2 separate regions of the Sus scrofa genome follow, and region 1 is linked to region 2. The links are chromatin contacts, called in public HiChIP or PLAC-seq maps. All regions are on one chromosome and are shown on one strand. The core of a region is the stretch at or near the end of the contact, and the rest is flanking DNA. Distances in the headings are between cores, read along the strand shown. Region 1 overlaps EBF3 (transcription factor COE3). Region 2 has its middle 400 kb from the start of MKI67.

Region 1 (6,952 bases), core at 1,817-4,316, 1.2 Mb after region 2:
CGGAGGGGCTGGCAGCCTAAACCTGTGGAAGGTAGCGCATCGAACTAAAGGCGATGGGAAATCGCAGACAATGAAAGGTTAAGTCAATAATATCTTCCTACAACCCAGTGTCAATTATGTATAAAAAAATCTGAGGTCAGCTGAAAAGTATTTTCAGAGCCCACAGGGTTGAAATTTTGTAACAGCTGTTAAATATGACAAAACTACCCCCCCCCCAAACTAAAGCTATTCCAAACTCTGTATGAAAGAAAATGGGATAAACAGATGTCTGGCTTCCAGACAGGAAAGTAGGACAGACTTGGAATGATAAGTCTCCCAAACTCTGAGCCCAGTGCCAGATTTACGGGGGAAGGGGCACTGCCTGCCACAGAGATGCCAGCGAGCAGGGCGCCCGAGACGGTGCCATCTGGACCCGCCCCGCCGAGCGTGCCCCCGCGCTGCCCCGGAGCACGCAGTGTGCGACCCGGCCCCTCTGGGCGGTCACGTCACCCGGCTCCCGCCACCTCCAGTCTGCAACAGTTGGACCCTGCAGCTCTGGTCCGGGGAGGCCCAGCACGGAAGGGGAGGTAAGCGCCGTACCTTCCCGGGCAAGGGCAGAGGCCCGAGGAAACACCGGGATGGCACGGGAGGAGGGCGAGAGGCTGAGTGTGGTTTTGGTTTATAGCAGCTACACCAACATCCTGTAATCATTTACAGCCCTTGGAATGTACGGGTGAAACAGGAGAGATTTATCTGTTCATAGTTGGGATGTGTGGACAATGGGTGTTCCTAATGAAGACCATCTGCTTTGTGTTTTCCCAGAAAACATTAGTCCATGAGGAAAACGATACTCCCGTCCTTTCCAGCAACACCCTCAAATCCATGCACATCCCCACACGCACGGATACGTACACAGACGGGGCTGTGTGTACACGGGGGTGTGTTCACACACACACGTGTGTGTGGTGTGTGCCCTGCGCACACGTACGTACTGTGTGGCTGTGCATGCACACATGTGCCCGCGCGTGCACCCACCCACGGGGGCCCCTGCCCTCCCTGCATCTGGCTCTCCGCAGGTCCCCCCCATCTCACCCAGATGCGGGCTCCCGCCGTGCGTCTTTACTGACCACGAGGTTTCTTCCCCGGGGCTCCGCTTCTCCTTTACCCCCGTCAGTTGCTGTATTATTTTAAACATGCCCTGGTAGGATTGTATCTGTGACACTACACCCCAAAAATGGCACTGTTTTATGGCGAAGAAAACAGTTAGCAAAAGTGAAAGCTTCCCCATCAATGAAAAGGGTTTCGTGATGCAAAAAACACCCTCACTTTTCTCCCTGTTTTTACGGAGGGGTCTCCCCACGCTGCTTGTGAGGATTTAAGGCTCTTCTGAAAGAGAACGAAACGGAACTGCGTCATTAATTGACTTAGGGCATCAGGGTCTGTAGAATATGCCAGCTCCCTGCCAGAACGGGGAGCCGACTTCTCCGCTCTCATAACACAGAAAAGCAGCCTCGGCGTGCGGAAGAGGCGCCGGGTGGGTTACAACAAATGTGGGCCCATTGATCTCAATTCAGGTTGGAGTGATTGGTTTATATCCTCGGGACAAATATGCCTTATCTGGTCAGAACCTACTAACTGTATCCAAAGGCCACAAGGAGCCAGCAAAGCACATTGTATATAATTCTTTTTTAAGCCAACTAACCAAGTGATGACATTGCTGATGGGGACCTGTAGACTGACTCACCAATCTGATGGGATATTTTATTCTGCAATACTCAGGAGGAAACACGGGCTTGAAACCCACATAGGCAACTAATTTTAGGAGGCAACACACACACACACACCACAGAGATGATTGTCATTATGAAATGGAAACACATCTCGGTGGCGAAGGGCTGCTTTTCTCGGAAGAGAGGCCCTCCTCTGGGCCTTCTCCTTTCTCTGATTAACACAACTGGCCCTAGTGAACACCAAGCTCTTCATTTTCTCCCCCTAGAAGTGCACCTTAAACTGGAGACTGCGCCAATACCGCAATCATTTCACAAGGATTTACATCAAGCAACAACATGCAAATAGTATTTGTCATGATAAGTGACAGCTCGCTTCAGAATGCTAAAAATGTACCTGCTATTTGTCATTACATAAAACCATCCTTACCTTAAAATCCCTAACATGGAAGGTGATTAAAATTCCTATCAAATTGTCATATCTTTGAATTTAGAAGCAGAACAGGTTTTTCATCAATAATTAAGACCTCCAAAGCATTTATGCCTGGCGTAAATGGAGCTGCAATCCTCCTTATTCAAATAAACTTGGTAAACCCATTAACCAAATGTTTTCACATTTTTCGCCTCCTCTCATGCTTCTAGAATATCAAATGATCACCCCCTTCTCTTAGGTTAGCGAGGCGTCAGTAATCTTAGCACATATTTTAATTAACCAAATAGAAGAGCATGTTCACTCGGACAAGCCGGATACATTTCTGCATATCTAAGGAAGACGTTTCCCATTGTGTGATAAAAATTAGTATTGAAAGTTCTTCAGTACCAAGACAGTCAGTACATGATTGAATGCTACCCAAACCAAAAGCGATCTGGAAGGGAAGGGCGCATCCAAAATGTTAGCCGAGTCCACGGGGCTCCTTCATCGCTGTGCCAGGCTAAAAACCTCACGACTCAAAAACACGTCATCTTTTTAAATGCATAAGGAGCACAAGTGGAAGACAATCCCAAAGAGGAAACACTTTACAACCCCACGCTAGGAGCACACCCGCAAGGCCTTTTCAACCATCCTACACCCAGACAAGATTCCAGGAGCGGCTCAAACACTTTCAGCCAATCAGAAAAAAATAATAATAATAATAAATTCAGTTGCAAGACAACAATCCAAGGCCATATACTTTCCATAGCCACAACACTAAAGGCAAATATAATTATATTGATTTTTGTAGTTCAAGTCCTATAAAGTGTTGAACTTGTTCTCAATTGCCTGAGTGACGGCCACAACTGGTCAACCCTATTTGATTACTAATAAGAGAGCTGTCCCTTCTGTCAGATACCGAACATTCTCCACTAAGCAAACAGCTATTCCAGCTAGTTAAACATTAGCATTGCTCTCCACTGGTGGCACATATTTCTTTAGGCTTAACTCATAGAGTTTTCCGGGTTTAATTTTTCAGACACTGGACAGCAAAGTTCATGATCAAAAGATAACTTTGTAATGAAAGCTGCTGAAATTCAACCCCTCTTCAAAACAGTCTGAACCTCTGCTTCACAAAACTGGTGTCATATGTACACATCTAGCATTTATTCGGCTTGGGTACCAATTTCAAAATCTGCAGTCAATCACACACTAGGCCTTTTGCTGTTACCCACTGTTAGGACGGAGGAAATCTTCCTCTCCCCCAGGTCACGGAAACCCCAGCGATTTGGGTGATTTGGGTGAGGGCTGGGAGAGGAGGGTGGGGGTGTTTTTGTTGTTGCTAGGAAAGCAATGCCAAGTGCATATTAGCACTATTAGGACTAATGATTAGTATCTTTAAAGGATGCAACGTTGCCCAAGGAAGATGATAAGCAGCAAGATGAAGAGCAGCAAATGTAAAGAATGCATACAGCTAATCTAGTTATGGAAATTAATGTTGGAAAATGTAACCAGCATGTGTAATTAGTTTCAATTATAACAACTTTGGTTTGTTAGTTACATATTTGCTACTTGACATAAAACGACAGCCACAATTGGAAAAAAATTAGGAGACATTTTGCAACTAATTGAGAGCAGATTCAATTCATTCTAACACTGGGCAACAATTAGGACCGGAACACCACCCAAGACTCAACTTCAGCTATCATCCGAGAGAAAAATAATGCAAAAATGAAATACTTGTTAACAAATTAGCAAAAAGCACTTTATGACATATCTCTGGGTTTAAAGCCAGAAACTCTCTAGGCATAAAGCGCTCCTCACAGTGAGAGCAGTGGCAGATGAAACTGCTTCCCTTGACAACTCGCAAGCAATTACTGAATCCCCACAGAGCGAGGCACCAGGTTTCCAAGTCAACCCACCTGTGCACGATAACACACGCGGACAACAAATGGTGCCACGCACGAGATGAGCTCAACACCAGACTCACAAACAGGGAGCAACCGGAACCCAAGCCAGGCGACGGGTTTTGTTGCTGCTGCGGTTTTGTTTTGAAAAATAAAGAAGTCATCCTTACCTGTCAATGATCACAGGGTCTGAGGGTGTTTCATTTCTATTGCCACAACTCTTCTTGTCACAGCACCGGCTGTGGAATAATGGTAAACAGTGGTTTTAATACACATTTCATCCTCTTATGTTCGACTTGCATTTTTTTTTTTTGAAGTCTGACAGTAAAGCGGTTGGAGTCAAGAAAATAAGTTATCCTACCAAGGCAGCGTGGCACGTTTAAACCCAGTGCATTCACGTGCTCTGCCGCTCAACTCGTGATGTAACTTTCTACCAGAAGGAGCAAAGTTGGGCTTAGCACTGGAGGCTAGGAGGGTGACGGAGCTACTACTGAAATTGTGATGCTAAAATATGGAAAACGTTGCCGGTGTTTGTCTTTGCAATGAACTGAGGAGAAGGGGAAGCAGGAGGCTTGGGAATAACTTTTCACAGCTTCAGCTTTTGTTTACCTCTAATTGTCAAGCTGTTATTTCTGGAAAAGATGCAAGATGCCACCTTCAACCAATATTTCTTTGGGGCATTTATTAATTATAACCACAAAAGCATGCATCAATCTATCAGAAACTTCTATTGTTCCTTCTTTAAGCCTACCTTAACTCCGTTATTGAAACTTTAATTAAAGCAGAAATGAAACAAAAATGTTATGCTTCTTGCATTTTAAAAAAGCATACTTGTATAATGGTTACATGTCTAAATTAGCTAAATTAACACCATATGGTAGGCAAAGTATATAAAGCCTTTTAAAGCTGACAGCTAAAGTGATTAAAGAAAGTCTACAGTCTTCCACTTAGAGCTTAAATCACATCTGTGCGCTTTCTATGTTAATTGCAGTACATGCAGAAGTGGATAATAAAGAAATTCCACTTTATTGGTTGTAATTTATATTTATTACCTGATATGAGAAAAAGTCAGCTTTTGTATATTAGTGCTGTAACAATATGTCTGCTCAGAAATGGCATTTAGGCAACAGGCACCGTAGCCAGGCAGAGTATGCCCCTCAGAGTCCGCGGCCTGCTACTGTAGCCTGCAAGCCTGCAAAGCAGGTCCTTATTATCCCTTGCAACTATATTTCACATGCCGCACATACAAAGTCAATGATGCATTTTTATTTGCCATGTAGGGGTGAAACTCTTGTGGTAGTTAGGAAAAAAAAACAGGTGGGAAATTGCTCTTCTGACAGAGATCTCAAGATACGTGCACGCTACCTAACAACAATATGAACGATGCATCGCTGCTCTGGGGAAGAGGTTAACTGACAGAATCACAATCCAATTCTCACATACTCCAGCTCTATAATAAGTACAAAAGAGTTTCCTTTTTATCAATATCAGACAATTGTATATCTCAGGATGCGAGCGCTTGGGAGGGAACTAGTAAAATGATTCCGACTGATCTCTGACTCCTCCGGCATCGCGGACAGATGCATCACCCAGGACCTGTTTTCATTTTTGACTACACAGCAGCGACACGGCCAACATATTAATCCGCTCTGCTGAGCAGCCGGTCGCGTTGATCACCGGGGCGGGAGGGGGGCGGTGTGTGTAAGGGGCGGGGGGGGGGCGGGATGAGACCCGGCTCCTCCGTGACCGGCCTGCGGCCGCGGGCCGATTACATTTCAATCGATGCCTTTCCCGAAGTTGGGCGGGGTGGCGGCGCCTGGACGCGGCGTCCTTTGTAGACGCAGCTGGCGCCGAGGCCGCCCGCGCCCCCGCCGCCCGCCGCCCGCCGCTCACCTGCACATGATCTCGTGGGTCAGCAGCACGCGGCACATCTCCGGGTTCTTGTCCTGGCCCTCGTAGACGATGGCCTGCGCGGGGGACAAGCAGAGGCGGGGTTACGCGGTGCCCGCGGCTTTGGCGCCGGGTCGCCCCGGGCGCTGCAGGCCTTGCGGGCTGCAGGTGCGCGGCGGGCGAGGGGAGGCGTCCCAGGCCACCCTCCCAGCGGGGTCAGCCGGAGCCTGGCTAGGCCGAGGCGGCCTACCCTCCTGGGCGCCCGCCGGGCCTGCGCGGGGCCTTCTGCTTGGGAGGACAACGGCCGCGCTCGGGCCAGGGCGAGGGCCGGGGAGAGAGGCCAAGGCCCGGGCGCAGGGAGTGAGGGGGCGCTGGCATCGACCCCAGTGCCCCAGCTCCCCAGCTCCGGGTCCTCCCGCCTGCCCGCGCCGCCGCCGCCGCCGCCGCCGCTGCTGCTGCTGCTGCTGCCGCCGCCGCCGCCGCCGGGCCGCGTCCTCGGGCCATTGTCTACACCGGATCCCAATCAGCGCATTAGGCGAGGCCGACCAGAACGAGCTAAGCCTGAAGCGGCGGGAGCCGCGCGGGCAGCGGTTTGCCTGGTGTCCAGGGCGGCGCCCTCCCTGCCCTGCGCTCTCGCCAGGCTCGGGCAAGTCGGGCGCCCGGCCGCTCCCCGCGTTCCAAGTCCCGGCGCCCGCGTGGGCCGCCCGCCCAGGCCCCGCCGCCGCCCGGAGCGCTCGGCCGCGACCCGGCTCCGCACGCGGCGGGCAGCCCTGAGGCCCGGGCACCGCAGCCGCACGTGGCCGCGCGGGGCCGGGCCTGGTGGGCGCCCCGCAGGCGTGCGGGGGGCCCCGGGGAGCCCGGGCCCGCGCGGCCACGTGCTCCTCGCCGGATGATATTTGGAAAGAAAGTGCTAATGGCCAATCTGGTGTTTATTTTGAAACTGCTAACAATGATTTTTCTCGGGTAAAAAGGCAGTGTCTGCGCACACGCTCTGGTGGGTTTTGAGCAGAGGCTCCGCCAGATGGTGCGAAGCCCTA
Region 2 (7,229 bases), core at 4,170-6,669:
CTGCAGGAAATTGGAGGAACAGAAGCCAATTTCCTTGTGCTTTTCCCATTGTGCGGCTCTCTGTGTAGACGCCTTTCTCCCAGGGAACGGACTGGCGTGTCAAACGCAGGTGCTCTGTGCCAGGAGGAGGGGCCGGCACAGCCCTCAGTCCGTAATCAGTTTCATGTAAATTGCCTGGCGGCAGGTGAGGGCAGCCCGCCTCCAGGTGGCTCCCCCGCCACTCCATTCACACAGCTGGAAACGGAGTCGGATCCGGAGGAGAGAACACTCCCCCTCTGCTGAGGGATGTACGCGGATTCCCAGACGACGCGGTGGGAGGTTCGCGGCTGCATCTCTGTCTCATGTTCACAAAACACCCCTTCCTCTCATCTGTGTGGACAGGCCCTGCCTCTCACTAAGTGCACCATTTCATGATTAAGTGCGCTACGTCTAGTGGGGCGCGGGGCGAGGACCTAGCCCGCGCTCCACCCGGCTTGGTCTGAGGTAATTTCCCGCTCTTCTGCGGCATCGCATATTCTCTTTGAAGCGTCTAATGGACCAGTGTTCAAAGGTATTTGGATAATTTATGTCAGGCTTTCAGGCCGTCGTGACAAGCCTGGAATCTAGATGATTCTCATTGAGACGTGTGCGGTGGGTGAAGGCGGCCCGGGACTCGGATCCAATTGGAAAGACGCCCTCGTTTCCTGCTCTGCGACCGAGACCCACCTTCCCAGAAGGCGCCAAGGCCACCGGCCACGTTTCCCCTCATGTCCCCTCCGCTTGGCCGCTTAGCGGTCATTCTTCCCCAGAAAGAAAACATCCCTTGAACCCATAAGCTCTCGCACGACTAAATTGTCCGCTCTAATCTGCCGTTTGATTTTTGTCAGATACATTCATACCTCAAATGTAGATTTTTACCTTAGGCGACTCTTTTGATTCTCCTAGCCGACTGCGAGTTTAGCAAAATGCGGGGTGCGCGAGGCCTGCTGGTAATTACGGGTTCATCTCTTTCTTCCTCTTCCCCGTTAGGACCCGGCTGGCAAGTTTCCTGCTCTCCTGGGTTTGGAGGAGGTGAGACGTAAACTCCGTTCTGTGCGGAGCTCTTGGGTAAGACAATGTCCTCAGGGCTGTGGGGTTTGTTAACTGCCTTCCAGATCCTTCTCTGCGCTGGTGGGCACGGGGGGCGTAACTCTCCCTCTCCCGCCCCGTCCTGCTCAGAGCTTCACGCTGAGGTTATGTGAAGGTTACCTTCTGGGTATCTTCGGGATGCAGAGACGAGGGGCCGGCTTCTCCCCCTCCCAGGGAACACCCGGCTGGGGTCTTGCCCGTTTCTCGCCCGCTCAGGATGCTGGGAGTCCCTGTGGGTGGGTGGGGGGCTGGGCGGGCACTTGGGATCCCCCTGCCTTTGGGGGTCCCTCCCGCTGGGGGGTCTCAGCTGTCAGTGACAGTTCTTCCCGCTTCGCTCCGTGGCTGCCCCCAGAAGTGTCAAGTTTCTCGTGAACCCTGTCTTTGCGATTGGGATTTGGAGGAAGAGTGAGATAGATTTAGGGGTGGGAAGTGTTTCTAGAGAAGAAGTGAAGGACTGATGGCTCCTGGTGCAAATCACAGGAGTGCTGGGCTCCAGGACCACAGCCCATGGCTGCAGAACCACATGTGGGCTCCCCTCGTGTCTCTAAGCCCCCCCCGCCGCCCCAGCTTCACAGAGGAAGGGACACAATGAATGGCTGCCCAGTGCGGCCGTGCTCTCCCCACGCCCGTGTCTGCAAATAAGGTTTTTTGGAGGCTCACCTCTGCCAGCTGATCTTTCCAGGAACTGAGCAGGGCGTGGGCTCAGGATCGAGCTGCCTTCTATTCTCCCTTGACTGTGGCCAAGGACGGCCCCTGGCCTGGGGTGGCAGCAGCAAGGCCAGACCCAGCAGGCCATCTGCCATGAGGCGCTGTGCCAAGTTTCTCATGGATTCATCCAAGAGATACTCCTGACCCCTCTAAGAGTCTCCCCTCCACCTCACACATGGGGAACTTGTCTCAGAGGAGGTGAGAGCCTCACCTGTGGTCCCCAAGAGTAACAGCACAGTTAGGGCACAGGTGGCCTTCAGGCCCCGCCCCAGACCCCGCAGGTCCACCTGAGCCAGGCCCCTTGCCTGCCTGTAGGGTCAAGTCCAAACTATAGCCTGCAAGGCCCGAGTTTCTGCCCAAGGTCCCACCACCTCTGTGGGGGTACCAAGCCTGCTCAGGATGCTGGGGGTCCTTGCAGGTCTCCTTGAAGGCTGATGCCTCTAGCCTGCACCTGCAGTGGACATGTCCAGCTTCCACCTCCCAACCACATGGAGACTGGTACGCCCCCCTTGACCCAGTTCCCTGCAGGGAACCTACACCAGGCCCCCAGCCAGACCCCATGGAGGGCTGGGCCGCTCTCATGGTGTCCGAGCCCCGAGTGTGGCCCCATGGAAAGAGGTGCTGGTAGCCTGATGGGATCACCTGCCCTCTAAGGGGCTGGTCCGGGTGGGAGGGAGCCTCCCACTAGAATCTTTTTCTTTCCTTGCACCTGAACTTGCCAGTGGCCTGTCGGTTTCTTAACAGCACCGTGATTTGAAGGTCGCTGGCTGGGCTGGAAACGGAATGGAGGGTCCCCTGGGGAGGAGCTTGGCTGGCATGGACATGGCTGTGGTCTCCAGGACCGTCTGAGGGCACAGAAGGAGCCAGTGTTGGGTGACGCTCCCCGATGTAGTGCATATGCCAACACATGAATGCACGTGTGCGAACACACAGGCATGCACCTGTGCACACAGGCAAGTTCACACGCGCATGCAGGGTGCACATTTGTATACTCACAGCACGTGTACACATGTGTACCTTGGCAGGTTCACACACATGGCCTTGCACATGCATGTACATGCAGACACACACACGCACACTGAAGCGTGGAGGAGCCTCCAGCCCCACTCTCAGCCTTTTCCTACCAAACTCCCAGAGCTCTGAGGAGGGGGGGGCTTCTTTCAAACAACCAGCCAGGAAGGGGAACCATGATTTACCAGACCCCACACATCCCAGGCATTGGCCAGACCCTCTCCAAGGGCTGCATGTGGCCGCCTTTAAATCCAAATATTTGGCTGTCGCTATAGAAACCAGGCCTTTGCCGGGTGCACCGAGGGGGGAGGCCGCTGTTGTCTGCGCCCCCTTCTCACTGCTTCTACAGCCACAGGCCTCCCCAGACCAACCCTCATCCTGCAAAGAGAGGCCCAGGTGGGGGGAAGACTTGCTGGGACGTAGGGAGTGGGAATGGAGGGGGGCCATGGCCACAGCGGGGGCCGCCCCGTCCCCTGTGCCCTCAGCCGAGAGCCAGGCCACCCTCCCTGCCCCCCGCCTGTGCCGAAGGCCCTTCCTCTTGCTGTGTTCGCTAGGATCAATTTGTTCCCTGGTTACGGAAAAAATCAGTCTATGCTGTTTTAACATCTGAACGGTGGCTCCAAACGAGACTTCCCGGTTACATCTGAAAATGTAATAAAATAATTCTTGGTGCCGACAGCCGCCGTGGGGGCCGTTTGGCAAACGTCAAAGGGTGAGTGGGAAACGTTCACTCCTCGTGCCCGGTGTGCAGAGCGGGCCCGTTACGCCGCCTCGCCTCTGGCACGACTTGCTCTCGGCAGTGCCGGAGCTGGCGGAGGACCGACAGCGCTGCCACCTCTGTGACCACGTCCAGGGCGAAGGGCCAGCCTGCGGTCACGGCGTGGCTCTCCTGGGCGGCCCACTGCTGGCTCCATGCAGAGGCTCGCGGGCGAGGCCTTCCTGCACCCACCCGCCCCCCACCCTGAGCTGCAGGTGTCTGAGGCAGGAGATCTAAAGGGTTACTTGGGGCTCCCCTTCCCAGTTTGGGCGTGACTGTCCTTTCCTGACCCCCTGCCCATTTTTGGCGTGAGCATAGGAACTTCCTGTGGTCGTGAATTTACTTTGAGTCTGACCTGGGACAGATTGGAGGCAAAACAGGTGAATTTCATTTCTTTTTCTTTTTTCTTTTTTTGGCTGTGCCAGCAGCATGCAAAAGCTCCTGGGCTAGGGATCGAACCTGTGCCGCAGCAGTGACAATGCTGGATCCTTAACCATCATCAAACCCCTCTGTATCTTAAGCGCCCCTGGAGGCCTTCTGCTTCCTCTGCCTCTCCCATCCTGTCTTGTTTACTGGCTCCTGACCAGAATGCCACGCCACCAAGAGCCCATGCGGGAAGCCACCCCGCCCGCACTCCCCAGCAGGTCCCTAAGCCGGAGGCAACCTCTACTCTGGTGGCTGAACTACAGCAGAACAGAGATGCTGGAAATTAGAGGTGCATCCATGAGAAAAGCGATGGCAAGAGCAGGCATTGTTGAGGCAGACAGCAAGAAACAGTGACGACGAGGCTTGGGGGGAAAGAGAAGATGCAATGGAATACAGACCTGTGGTCGTTGAAGGCTTAGACTGTCTCATCAGAGCCACGGTATGTGTCCTGGGTCTCAGAAACAACCCGAGTCTGTTCTCACCCTTGCCACTGCTCTGCCTTCTGCTTGCAGGTGGAAAGTGCTGCCTGGTGGACAGAGCTGTCTGGCTGGTCCTTCCTGGGTGCAGATCCCAACCGACAGGCACCCCACTACCGCATGGAACCGCGAGAGGGCCCTGCAGGTGATGAAATCCACGAACGCGCCTCTCCCTGCTGCTCCCCTGGCGGGGAAGGGGTGTCCTCTGAAAGCATGGGCCGACAGCTCTTCAAGGGCCTGTGTAGTCCTGGCTGCGGGGAAGCCCACCCTGCTCAGAGACCCCCCCCCTTTTGGAAAAATCTGGAAGATATGAATTATTTCTGGAGCCTGGGCAGTCCAGCCCTGAGGTCTGCCCACCTGGAGCTTTCCTCGCAGGCCGTGCCACTTCCAAACCATTGCGGGATGGAAAGAAAATGGGTGCTGCAGCCAGGGTTCCGATGGCAGAAGCAACAGGGGGTGAGCGGGACTCCAGTTGCCCAGTGGACACTGCCATCTGCCCTGTAGCAGAGCCAAGCGCCCTCCAGTCTCCTGCTGTGGGCCCTGGCCTGTCCCTGCATCCCCTCTCGAATCAGTCTCTTACGCACATGTCTAAGTCTTCTTTCTCCAAGCCAAGACGGGGCGTACCCTGAAGGCAGCCATGGTTCTAGAACTTTCTCTTATGCCTTCTACTGGCTTAAGGCAGGGTAGACCCCCGGCTCTCACATAAAGTTGTCCCCTGCGGGGTCTCAGGGGCCTGGGAAGCCCTCTTTGGAGCTGGGGGCTCACCACCCCTGGGTTCCGGCCTGGGCTGACCTGCATGAGCTCTGGTGACCTCAGCACTCACGTGAGCGAGTGGCGGAGAGTAGTTTTTGGAGAGCAGCGCGTGGGGAGGCGGCTGGACATTCCTCTGCCTCCTGGAACAATGACCACAAACGCAGTGGCTCCAGCCACCTCGCATTTACTCTTCCTGCTCTGAAGGTCAGACGTTTGCTATCGGTTTCAGGGAGCCAGAGCCAGGGTGTGGGCAGGGAGCGTTCTTTCCAGAAGCTGTTGGGGAGAATCCTTTCCCTCGCCTTTTTCAGCTCCTAGAAGCCACCAGCATCCCCTGGCCAGGGAGGAGGGGGCGGGGGGCGGGGCACGTCCCTTCCGGCCTCACATCTCTCACTCTGACCGCCGGCCTCTGTCATTTCCAAGGACCCTTGTGGTTATGCTGGGCTCACCCAGCTCACCCAGAACTCACCCCATCACAGCCCCTGTCACCATCACATCTCCAATGCCCCTTCCTCTGGACTCTGTGAAGTAGCAGGTTTTAGGGACTGGGGGGTGGGGGGCGGCGGTGTTCTTGTGTCCATGAAAAAGGCACAGAAAATATGAAGGCTGAGCTGGGGGTGGGGAGGGGGACATGAGCTGAGGATAAGCCCTGTTGCAGGGGCGTCCAGCGGCTGGACGCGGTGAAATATCTATTTGCTGGGACGGCGCTCCCACCCTTGTCATCATGGTGCTTGCTGTTCCTCTGCCGGGGTAACGCCTTTTGTTTTTCAAAGTTTGAATTCTCTCTCTCTCTCATAGACACGCTCACACACACACACACACATACACGGAGCAGAGCATGCTGGTTCCTTCTGCTTTTTTTTTTTTTTTTTGCTTTCTTTTTAATTTGGCATTTATTGAAGCTGATGGAGTGAACTGGATAGAAGTACCCCAGAGTAACTGATGTGCCACTTAAAATATTGAACATCCATTTAGAAAAAAAAAAAATGTACGGAACATTCGGTCCCATCACAGCACGCGTGGCTCTGTGTCCCCAGGACCCTGGGGTCTCGGCCGGAGAGCGAATTCCCCCAACTCCAGCCTCAGAGAACCAGGCCTGCTTCTCGGCTGGAGAAATGGGAAGTTCCAGAGAACGAGGTCATTAAGCAACGTTAGCGACAGTGAGAGCAAAGGGAAAGTGACAGCAGCCAGCCGGGCCCAGGGAGAGGCTGGCCTCAAAGGCCTCCGAGGAAGCAGGGGCCCAGGGAGAGGCTGTGGACGTGCCCGGGGTGGGGGCTCCCAGCTACGGGACGTTTTTGCAAGGGCTCCTTCCTCGTTTCCCATTAAAATCTTATGCTATGTGAAGTGTGTTGCGTAACTTGGCGATGGCAGAGAAGGTTACCACGTCTTTTTTATAATTGAGAGCATTTTGGGAGGACTTAAAGGCTGTTTCTTGGGCAGCGAGGCGAGCCAGGCCTTCCTAAGAGGGCGATTTGGGGCCTCTCGCCTCGATATTTTGTAATAAAGAGTAAAACCGGTGCCTGTCACTCCGTGGAAAGGCCTGGTGAAGGCAGCTGTTTTGGGGGCAAGCCTGCCTCGGGATTTCAGGATCGACCTGGTGTTTCCGAAACGCCCAGGACTTTGATGCTGCTACAGGGCTTGTACCTAATCCTTGGAAGTCCGACTCTTGACTTGAATTTCACAGCACATGAAACTAGGCTTCTCGTGAAAACCCAGAACTTCCTTCTCTGGCCTGGCTGGAAGCATATCAAAGGCAGCCTGCAGCTGCTGGCAGTTCGCTCACGTTCCCAGCTCTAGCTGCAAAACGCAGACCTGCCCTGCGCCGCTGGCCTGCAGAGCAGGAGGATGCGGTCAGGCCGGGGAAGGCGGAGGCGAGGACTGGACCGTGGGCAGAAAATCAGGCCAGCAGCTCTCATTTCACTGCAATGAGATTTCCTGCTGCTGTTGTGGCTGAGAGGAACACGGGTCTATGACAGAGACCAACCAGTAGTTGG

The links. HiChIP or PLAC-seq counts read pairs in DNA pulled down with a chosen protein or histone mark.
Region 1: a contact with region 2 is called in an H3K27ac HiChIP or PLAC-seq map of skeletal muscle, with 7 times the contacts expected there. The contact joins two enhancer-like sites. A contact is called at or near these places in 2 of 47 Hi-C or Micro-C datasets (fetal skeletal muscle and omental adipose tissue) and 1 of 2 datasets of contacts at active chromatin or transcription factors (skeletal muscle).

What each region holds. Positions count from the first base shown.
Region 1 is chr14:138,924,700-138,931,651 of Sscrofa11.1, forward strand. It overlaps EBF3 (transcription factor COE3), which reads right to left. Exons shown (of 17, transcript XM_021073765.1): 5 at 5,919-5,992; 6 at 4,196-4,264. LOC110256834 (a long non-coding RNA gene) reads left to right here. Exons shown (of 2, transcript XR_002338850.1): 1 at 1-566; 2 at 3,523-3,662. Among named protein-coding and RNA genes, the nearest start is that of EBF3, 7.3 kb to the right of the region's middle. Within about 2 kb of position 3,067, at least 6 of the 83 cell types and tissues checked have an H3K27ac peak or open chromatin away from gene starts, as enhancers often do. A contact at or near this core is called in fetal skeletal muscle and skeletal muscle, where this site is marked.
Region 2 is chr14:137,690,837-137,698,065 of Sscrofa11.1, forward strand. No RefSeq gene overlaps it. Among named protein-coding and RNA genes, the nearest start is that of MKI67, 400 kb to the left of the region's middle. Within about 2 kb of position 5,420, at least 13 of the 83 cell types and tissues checked have an H3K27ac peak or open chromatin away from gene starts, as enhancers often do. A contact at or near this core is called in fetal skeletal muscle and skeletal muscle, where this site is marked.